Regions from separate parts of the Mus musculus genome. Here region 2 is linked to region 1. A link is a contact called in public HiChIP or PLAC-seq data. All regions are on one chromosome and are shown on one strand. Each heading gives the region's core, a stretch centred on a gene start, on an enhancer-like site or on the middle of the called end of the contact. The rest is flanking DNA. Distances are from core to core; before and after follow the strand shown.

What was found. HiChIP or PLAC-seq counts read pairs in DNA pulled down with a chosen protein or histone mark.
Region 2: an HNF4G HiChIP or PLAC-seq map of pancreatic cancer cells shows a contact between it and region 1. The contact joins two enhancer-like sites. A contact is called at or near these places in 5 of 39 promoter capture datasets (cranial neural crest, frontonasal cranial neural crest, liver and 2 more), 1 of 15 datasets of contacts at CTCF or cohesin (large pre-B cells), 2 of 484 Hi-C or Micro-C datasets (cerebral cortex and pro-B cells) and 9 of 115 datasets of contacts at active chromatin or transcription factors (astrocytes, double positive thymocytes, embryonic forebrain and 6 more).

Annotation. Positions count from the first base shown.
Region 1 is chr6:129,538,962-129,543,491 of GRCm38.p6, reverse strand. Gabarapl1 (gamma-aminobutyric acid (GABA) A receptor-associated protein-like 1) reads right to left here. Exons shown (of 4, transcript NM_020590.4): 4 at 1,161-2,390. The coding sequence ends at 2,325. Among named protein-coding and RNA genes, the nearest start is that of 1700101I11Rik, 7.9 kb to the right of the region's middle. Within about 2 kb of position 2,796, at least 23 of the 459 cell types and tissues checked have an H3K27ac peak or open chromatin away from gene starts, as enhancers often do. A contact at or near this core is called in pancreatic cancer cells, where this site is marked.
Region 2 is chr6:131,416,379-131,420,745 of GRCm38.p6, reverse strand. No RefSeq gene overlaps it. Among named protein-coding and RNA genes, the nearest start is that of Ybx3, 30 kb to the right of the region's middle. Within about 2 kb of position 1,870, at least 75 of the 459 cell types and tissues checked have an H3K27ac peak or open chromatin away from gene starts, as enhancers often do. A contact at or near this core is called in pancreatic cancer cells, where this site is marked.

The DNA.
Region 1 (4,530 bases), core at 1,547-4,046:
AGGCCTGCAGTGTTTCTGATGAGCCCAGAGGACGGAGGCTCTGCTGTGTGTGTCTTTGTGAACATTCAGTCTTATTCCTAGGTAATAATTTCACAATAGTTTTCATCTCTACATTCCAGGCACCAGCCTCCGCTTGGCTCCGTCAGGTAATAACACACTCCCATTTTGGTAACCACAGGCATCCGTGTTCACTGCACCAGTGGGAAACTCTTGAAAGCATTTCCATGATTTTAAAAAAAAAAATGTTTTTTGTTTTCAGGGCTATTTTCAGGTTGTCTTCCCCTCTTCTCAATCCTCACTGAATTTATTCCATCACTTCAGTGGGCAATTTGACTGTTGGTAGAATCCTGGCATAGATCTATGACTTCCTAATTCCTTTCTAGTGACTCAATCATATTCCTTAAAAATAAAGAGGAAGCCACCACCTAGGTGTGGAGTTGCCAAGAGATCAGAGGGTTAGAAATGGGACTGAGGGTTCACTCATGTCCTGGCTGTTTGTTTTCTCTGATTTCCAACTCCCCAGCTTAGCCACACAAGATTCCCGACTCAAAGACCCATACCCAGCTACAAGACATGTACCATCTCCTGCTTTGGAAGGTGTTAACATCTCATGAAGCATTAATAGAGAGAATAAGTTGTGTTTAGGGCTCATCAGCAAAGCCCTCAACAGCAGACTTGAAGGCTCAGCAGGATCTTCTGAGGCACCTACTCATGGTGAACTGCCTACATGGCTGCCAGTCAAATCTGGGACCAGACCCAGACATTTGCATTCCTAATTAGCACAGGTGGCAGGTGGACTTTAGCTTTGAGAAACAGATGAAGCAGTCACTGGCACTTACAAACCAGGTAAAAAAACTGTGCACACTGAAACACACCAGGAACAATACACTGGAGCATCCACCCACGGGCAACAGGGAAATAAGCATGTATACATCCGACCCATGTAAGCACGAAACTGCCAATTCCATACCCATTTCAAGTTCCTTAAAAATGCAGGTGTCCACATAACCTTCACCTAAATGAAAACCAAACCAAACCAAAAAAAAAAAAAAAGAAAGAAAGAAAAAGGAAAAGGAAAAGAAAAAAAAAGAAAAAGAAAAAGAGAAAGAAAAAGAAAAAGGAAAAGAAAAAGAAAGAGGCCACAATTCTGAGTCCAGGTAGACTTTTAAGGTAAGCAATTATTTTATTTCCCTGGCCTGACAGCATTGACTTCAAAGTACCAGAACCTGAAGCTGACAAAACAGACGTACAGATTGCTCCCAACAGGGAGGACGCTCTTCATTGGTAGAGATGAATTGAAATGTCATGTGAGAATGCAATGCCTGCCCCTCCCCCCACAGAGTCCCTAAATGAAATGAATGAGTAAAGCCCCCATGAAACTCTGGCGCCCCTCTCACTCCATCTTCTTTGAATAGCAGATGCCACGGAGGGAGACAGCTGGCCATCGCTTAGCATTTGCAGTGCGTGTGAGACCCAAGAGACTGCAGCAGGGAGAGGACGAGTGGGCAAGTGGGCAACCTAGCTTACCTTGTAACCCGGACCCTCCACACACAGACACGCTGCCCCTGTACATGAGAAAGGTGAAGGAAATGCTAGAGGACTGATCCTGAGGCTCCTGAAAGTCCAAGGTACTTATGGGATGAGGAGCAGGACATGTTCAACCCTGAACTCCAGTTTAATGCCATCCAAAACGCTGGCAATCATAACCGTTCCCGCACGGCCCTATTTTCCAAGAGGACTCTAAACGTCTAAACGTCTGTTCGAATGTCTCCTGCCACAACTGGGGCGGAGCTATGAAGCCTGGGTGGAAGAAAAGGACTAGGAGAGGAAGGTATGGAGACAGAGGTTAGGGGTACAATGCTTCAGTGACAGTGGGTATCTTTTGGTCCCTTAGGTGTGGTCCCCTACGGCATTCTTTTCCCCCTTTGCCCGTGCGGCTTGTACAAATGCCAAAAATCAAACCTCTGCCCAAAGAGCCGGCAGTTGCTGCTAAATTGTATTCTTCTCTAGCGGCCACTTGCCCTCCTCCCAAACCTCTGATGAAACTGCACGAGAGAAAGCTCACAGCAAAGCTGTGATTCATGTCGTCCCCATCCCGCTCTCACAGCCAATGCAACACAAGTTCTTCCTGGGCTGAGGAAGCAGAGAAAAGTAACAATTGAGCTTGTGAAAAAAAGACGACAGCGTGTGCGGTGTGATGTTTCCCGATGTCTTCACCTTGCGTCTCCTCCATGGTTGGGAGCCCTCCCTCTGGTTCCCCAAGTCCCACGCGCACCCCTCCCCTACCCCCAAGTCCAGGTGCTCCCATCTGCTGGGCTTCTGCCTCATTTTCCATAGACACTTTCATCACTGTAGGCCACATACAGAAAATAGTCTTCCTCGTGGTTGTCCTAAGAAGAGGAGACAAGACGACAATTCAGAAAATACTAAACATTCATGTTTATAATCTCTGATTCTGAGCCTCGAACAATCTTATAAAGGAGGCGTGGAAGTCAGCATTATTCTCATTTAAAATATGGAACAGGACTTGGGGTGCAGCCCAGTGGTAGAACCTTGCCTCAAATGTGTGAAGCCCTGGGTTTACATTTTTAGCATCAGGAAAAAGGAAAACAAAGAACAACAAAAGGAATAAAGAATGTATCTCACCAACAGCAGAAAAATAACCAGAGTAAGCCTTACTCCTAGAAACAACCATTCTCCAGTCAACTTTAGCCACAGTGGTCTGCAGTGGCTACAGAACCTAATTGGTCAGGATTACTTAGTGCCTGGCCACACATGAGTCATCTAAATTGCCCCCACCAACACTCAAGGAAGAAGAATGAATGTCAGACTCTGAGGAAGGGCGCGGAGAGGTGTGGAATGCTGGCTTCTGGGCATGAGATGGCTGTTGTAATCCTGAACTCATAGGCAGCTTTGGTTGATTTGCAATGCACCGGCCCTCCGCAAAATTGGGCCTATCAACAACATCCCATCATGACAGGGAGCGGGTTTCTCAGGCCTCACCCCTTTCTGAGAATCTATACTTGATTGATAGTTGAGGGGGACAAGGAGTCATCTTCTATTGTAGAAAAGTGTCCATCCATGCTTCCGTAAACAAGCTGAGTGCTCTCCTTTAAATAACTGGGTTAACAAAGCAAGACTGAGAGGGGAAAGCGACAGGGTAAGATGTGGGGGTAAATCTGACTGAAATATGTTATGTACAAGTATGAGAACAAAAAAAAATAAGACCCATTTATATAATGAATATATGCTAATAAAAGACACTGGGAAAAAAAAGGCTGGGTGCAATGATGTACACCTGTAATCTTAGCATGTGAGAGGCTGAGGTAGGAACATTAAAGCTTGAGGTCAGCCTGGGCTACCTGGCAAATCCCAAGCCAGCCTGAGCTTCTTGTCAAGACTCTATCTCAGAGACCCAAAGTAAAACAAAACAAAAAAGATCTCCAAAGATGAACAGGAATGGATAAATGAATTAAATGTCAAAACATAATACAGCACACCGTGTGAGCTGTCGAGCCCTGCCTGGTAAGCCACCCAGTACCATCAGTAAAATTCTTGCAAGTTTTTGGCATGATTTCAGAGCTTTCACAAACAAAACATTGCGAAAATAATTCTTACCTTGAAAAAAAAATTACTCTTAGGCCGGGGGCTGGGAGACATGGGTCAGTGAGTAAAGGCTTGCCTTGCCGTACAGAGGCCCCGAGTTCAATTCCCAGAACCCAGATAAAAATGGCATGTGTGATGTTGTGTGCTTGTAACTCCAGCTCTGGGGAGGTCAGGAGGATCCCTGGGGCTCACCGGCCTGTCAGGCCAGCCTATCTGTGTGTTCTAAGCCAATAATGAAACCTTGTCTCAAGAGAGGCACACAGTGTTCTTGATGAAACACCCTGAAACTGTCCTTCGATGTCCACCTGTGTGCGCACATCCATGTACACTTGCAAGCACACACACACACACACACACACACACACACATTTAAAAAAAGGAAAAAAAAAAACTCCTCACTCTAGCAAGGAGAGCACAGAAACCACAAAGCATCTACTGGCATACATACTCACGGGAATATATGCTATGGAATAATAAGGGCTAGACCAGGGGTTACTAGATGTGCATCTGACTATTGGAGCACAATGGGAAGGCAGTATCATGTGTGACATCGTACAAGGAGTAGTACAGTCACAATCTTAGGTCACATTATTTGTATATGAAGTCCTCACTACAGTTTTTCCCAAATCAGATCCTAACTTGACACTTTAACTCATTCCCTGTACTCAGATAATGGAAACTCTTACGTGGCCTCCGGTTTGCTCTAGAAAGAGAGCTTCCAGATGTGCCTGTCCTAAGCCGAATCTTGGCCGTTTATGTGGGAGCTAACTGGGAAGACAGGGCTCCAGGTTCAGACGGAAAAGGAGCCAAGGGTTGCTGGTGTCTCTTTTCTCCATCTATTGCTAGATGTGGATGGCTGACAGGCAGGAAATGGAGTGCACAGTTCACTAACAAACTGTGCTTCCAGAGACAGTAACAGAAGGG
Region 2 (4,367 bases), core at 621-3,120, 1.9 Mb before region 1:
TGCTTCCACACCCACCACAAAAACACAAACATCAACCTCCACAAAATACACACATACTCACACACACAGAGACACATAGCCATGCATACACACTCACACACAGACACACATTCACGGTCTCACACACACTCACTCATGGTAAGTCAAGGAAAACAAAGCCTACACAGGAGGGAATGAGTTCACTAAAAACCAGAAATAGAAAAGAAAGAATGGGAAAGTACACAGAAAGCATAACTATTAAATGGGCAAAGGTCAGTCATTATGACTGTCTTTGAGAATCCAAGCAAAACCAAGGGACAGTATTTAAATCAATGAATAAGTTGTACAGGTAAAAGTTGACTAAAGTTTAAAATAACTAGCATGTAAATACTTGTAGTTTGAACAGCAATGACCAGTAGAAAAGGGAAGTTTAAAAAAAAAGCTTTTTACAAAACATCAATGTCAGATCTCTAAAAGAAAATCAGAACATTTTTGAGAGTTAATGGAGGTAGGACAAAGAGCAGTAACTCAAGTTTAAGGCTGGGAAGATGATTCTAAACTGTCAATTCTCTCTAGGTTGTTCTATCAAGTCATGAATCCGAACAGAATTTTTCCATGAGACTTAAATATTCTAAAATTAATCTGCCCTCCTCTCTGCATCTCAACCACCTTGATAAAAGAAAGAAAGGTGCTTGAAAGTGGAAAGGAAGGGAAGGGATACCCACAATGGGTTAATAAATGCATAGTGACTGAATGCATGCTGACAATTCAAGTGCTCTTCAACATAAGATGAGATGATGAGACGATGAGACGGGGCACTTTTCTGAGTTGATCACCTGGCTAAAGAACTAGTAAAATGCTGAAAGAACTCCCTAATACCTCAAAAGAGGAAGATGAACCACTACAACCCACAGGCTCAGAAGCAGACAGGACGTAGTGGAACATAGAGGTAATAGCATGTACAGAGCTTCTCTGAGGCTGAGGAGTGTCTTTGGAAGTAGACAGAAACAGGAAGTTCTCAAGGAGGCTTGAGTAAATGGAGCCTGGTCCTTAGAGTGTGACCATGGGCAGCACATCCATAAAAAGAGAGCAACAGAAAATGCTTCTAAAAGGTGAAGAACAATTCCAAGGAAATCAACCATAAAAGGGCAGAACCTGCCGGGCGTGGTGGCGCATGCCTTTAATCCCAGCACTCTGGAGGCAGAGGCAGGCAGATTTCTGAGTTTGAGGTCAGCCTGGTCTACAAAGTGAGTTCCAGGACAACCAGGGCTATACAGAGAAACCGTGTCTCGGAAAAAACAACAACAACAACAACAACAAAAGGGCAGCACCACATTAGATACGATGCTATAAGGCAGATTTCTAAGTGATCAATTACTTATAATTATCACTTTTGTATTATAAAAGAGTTGTTTATGAGATAGTATTGAGAAAATAATCAATTCTTTGCCCTAATAGTATTTGTTATCCAACCATGTTAAAGGGAAGAATATTTGATTAGACATCAGGAGATCTTAGGTTCTCTTCCTACATTCACTGCTGTCCAGGCTTAAAATTCAAATTACCTAGAACTTGCTTTTTACATGTGAAACTGAAGAGGAAGGGATGAAAGTGTATTATGTAATGATCTCACTCAAGCCCCAGCAAAACAACTTGGGTTCACTCTCCCAGTGCTGGAAGAGGGGACTCATAAAGACTGGAATGCACTTTGCTTGGCTTCATTCCACTTTTGATTTCTCAGCCTTAGTTTCATTACCCAACAAATCCACTGGGTGGCAATAACACTGAGTAAAAATAAATGGCAAGTTTAGATTCTCAGAAACTGTCTTCTTCAGAAGCTAATGTTTACAGCTCTCCCTTCCCTGTTTTTATGAAGTCACCAGGCTGCTGGGGCCAGTAGAACAAAGGCCACACACAAAGCCTGAGAGTGGGACCAATGACTCCCAGAGGAGGTTCAGCTATGATCTAGGTCCTTTGCCACACAAAGCAGGCTTTACCAATCAATCCCTTACTGATTCGAAAGAAAGTGAGACAACTGGGAGGGGGAAGATAAGCTACTAAAATACCAAGTTATTGAAAGTAAACAATGGAGGTAGAATTCCAGCCTTAGCTGAATGCCCAGGATCCTACAGCAAGCTGACACCTGTGAAGAGAACTAACCCGAAGGGCCCTTCCTTCCTCTATATACTCACTAGTACAAGAAATGGTGCTTTCACTGTTTTCTTGATAAGAGAAAGGGAGCACCGTCAAGGGAGCACCATCAAGCTGACTCCTTTTTAGAACAGGCTAATATAAATCATCTTCTAGTCACTACAAAATGACACTAGACAGCTGTAGCAATGCCCACTTTGGGTTTTATATCAGGGTCACTCAGATCTGTCCCTTGTAGCTTAAACCACCCATGAGGAGCTGGGAGTGTGGCTCCACAACAGAACACTTACCTAACAGGTATTTGTCTCTGGGTTCAACCCTTGGCACCATGAAATAATGGTGCCACCCCATACTGGCTCTTATCTTAAAAGAGAAACAACAGAATTTCATCCAAACTGAGTTAAAAGAGAAAAAAATGGCATTTAAAGTAAGTATGAGGTGTTTTAAAGTATACAAAGATAAAAACGCTTCTTTGATACAGAAGGTTGAAATAAAATATCAGAAAAGCACCTGAAGTTATTATAATTTTTTATACATGCTGTAATGGCTTATTTTAACTGTTACCTGGGCACAGCCTAGAGTCAGCTGGTTGGGAAAGTGAAGGATAATCTAGAACAGGTGTGCCTGTGTGGTCAATCCTTAGGGAATTGTCATGGATATGTTAATTGATGTGGGAAGACCAAGTCTAAAAGTTAGTTACACCACTCTGTAGGGTTGGTTCCTGGACTGAATAGAAGCAGAGAAAGGGAGTTGAGCTGGAGGTATGGATGTATTTGTTTTCTCCGTTTTTGACTGTGGATGTGCCTAGCTATTTCAAAACTTGCACCTCTGTGAATTCCTTGCATTGATGGACTATAACCTGCAACTGTGAGCAAAAACAAACTCCTCTCTCTCCTCTGCTTCCTTTTATCAAATGTCTTATCATAGCAACAGAAATGAAAATAAAACACAGACCCTCATGATCCAACCATATTACACATAACCAGAACCAGAAGTGACAGCTCCTGCTTCTAGTCCCAGAACTCCAAAGACTAAGACAGAAGGATATCAATGAGTTCAAGATCAGCCTGCACTGCAGAGTGAAACCCGATCCCCCTCCAAAAAGTAAAACACCTGAAATGTGAAATGTTCTAAAGTCAAAGCTTTTGTGAGTATCAACCTGACACCATGAGTGGAATATTCCATGCCTGACCTCATGGGATGAGTCACACTCAAAACATAGATGCAATAAAAATATAATGTATAATTACCTCCAGGCAATGTGTGTAATGTATGTGTGAAACAGAAATGAATTTCATGTTTAGACTTGGATCTCTTCCCTACTGGGCCTCTTTTTATATACATGTAAATTTACATAAGAAGTTTACTTAAGAAAAATTTAAGAACTTAAAATAGTTCTAGTCTCAAGCATTTAGAATAAGGGATTCCTAACCTGTATTTTTTTCCTCTGGAATCCCCTCTCCATGCCTTTCTTGTCATGTGCAAAACATTGCTTCTTTCTGGGGACTGACTCTCTTCCCTCTCACACATCTTTACCTCCAGGGACTAAAAGAGACAGACTCATATCTTTGATTCCTTTATTCACAATCTCTACAGCTGTAGTATAATTAAAAATGGTTGAGAGTAGTAATTATCAATGAAGGAGATTCTGAGCTACAAACACCCTATGAAAATGTTAGGCTAGATAAAAGGGGGGGGGGGACTTTAAAAAATGGTTTAGGGGATTGGAGAGAAGGCTCAGTCAGTGGTAAAGTGCTGTGTATGCAAATTTAAGGACATGAGATTAACTTCCAACACACACACACACACACACACACACACACACACACACACGAAGTGTGCCAGTGAACCCCTGTAATCTTAGCACTGGTACAGAAGAGATAGGAGGTGCCTGGAGCTTGTGGGGCAGCCAGTCTAGCTAAAGCAGTGAATTCCAGATTCAGTGAAAAATATCTATAAACGAATTTCATCAATTGAAAAGAGCAATTGATAGAGACATGCGACATAGAATTCGGACCTTTATACACATGTGTATGCACATACATATAAACAAACATGAATATGTACACATAAGTTCATTACCTACATTGTTACAGATTTGAGCTAAACATGTAACACAATGGTAGAGCACTTGCTGAATATATGAGGCACTCTGGGTGACTTCCCTGCTACTGGAGAAATGAATGAATGAATGAATAAATAAATTTCCCAGATAATTGGTTTGGAATTCTAAGTAA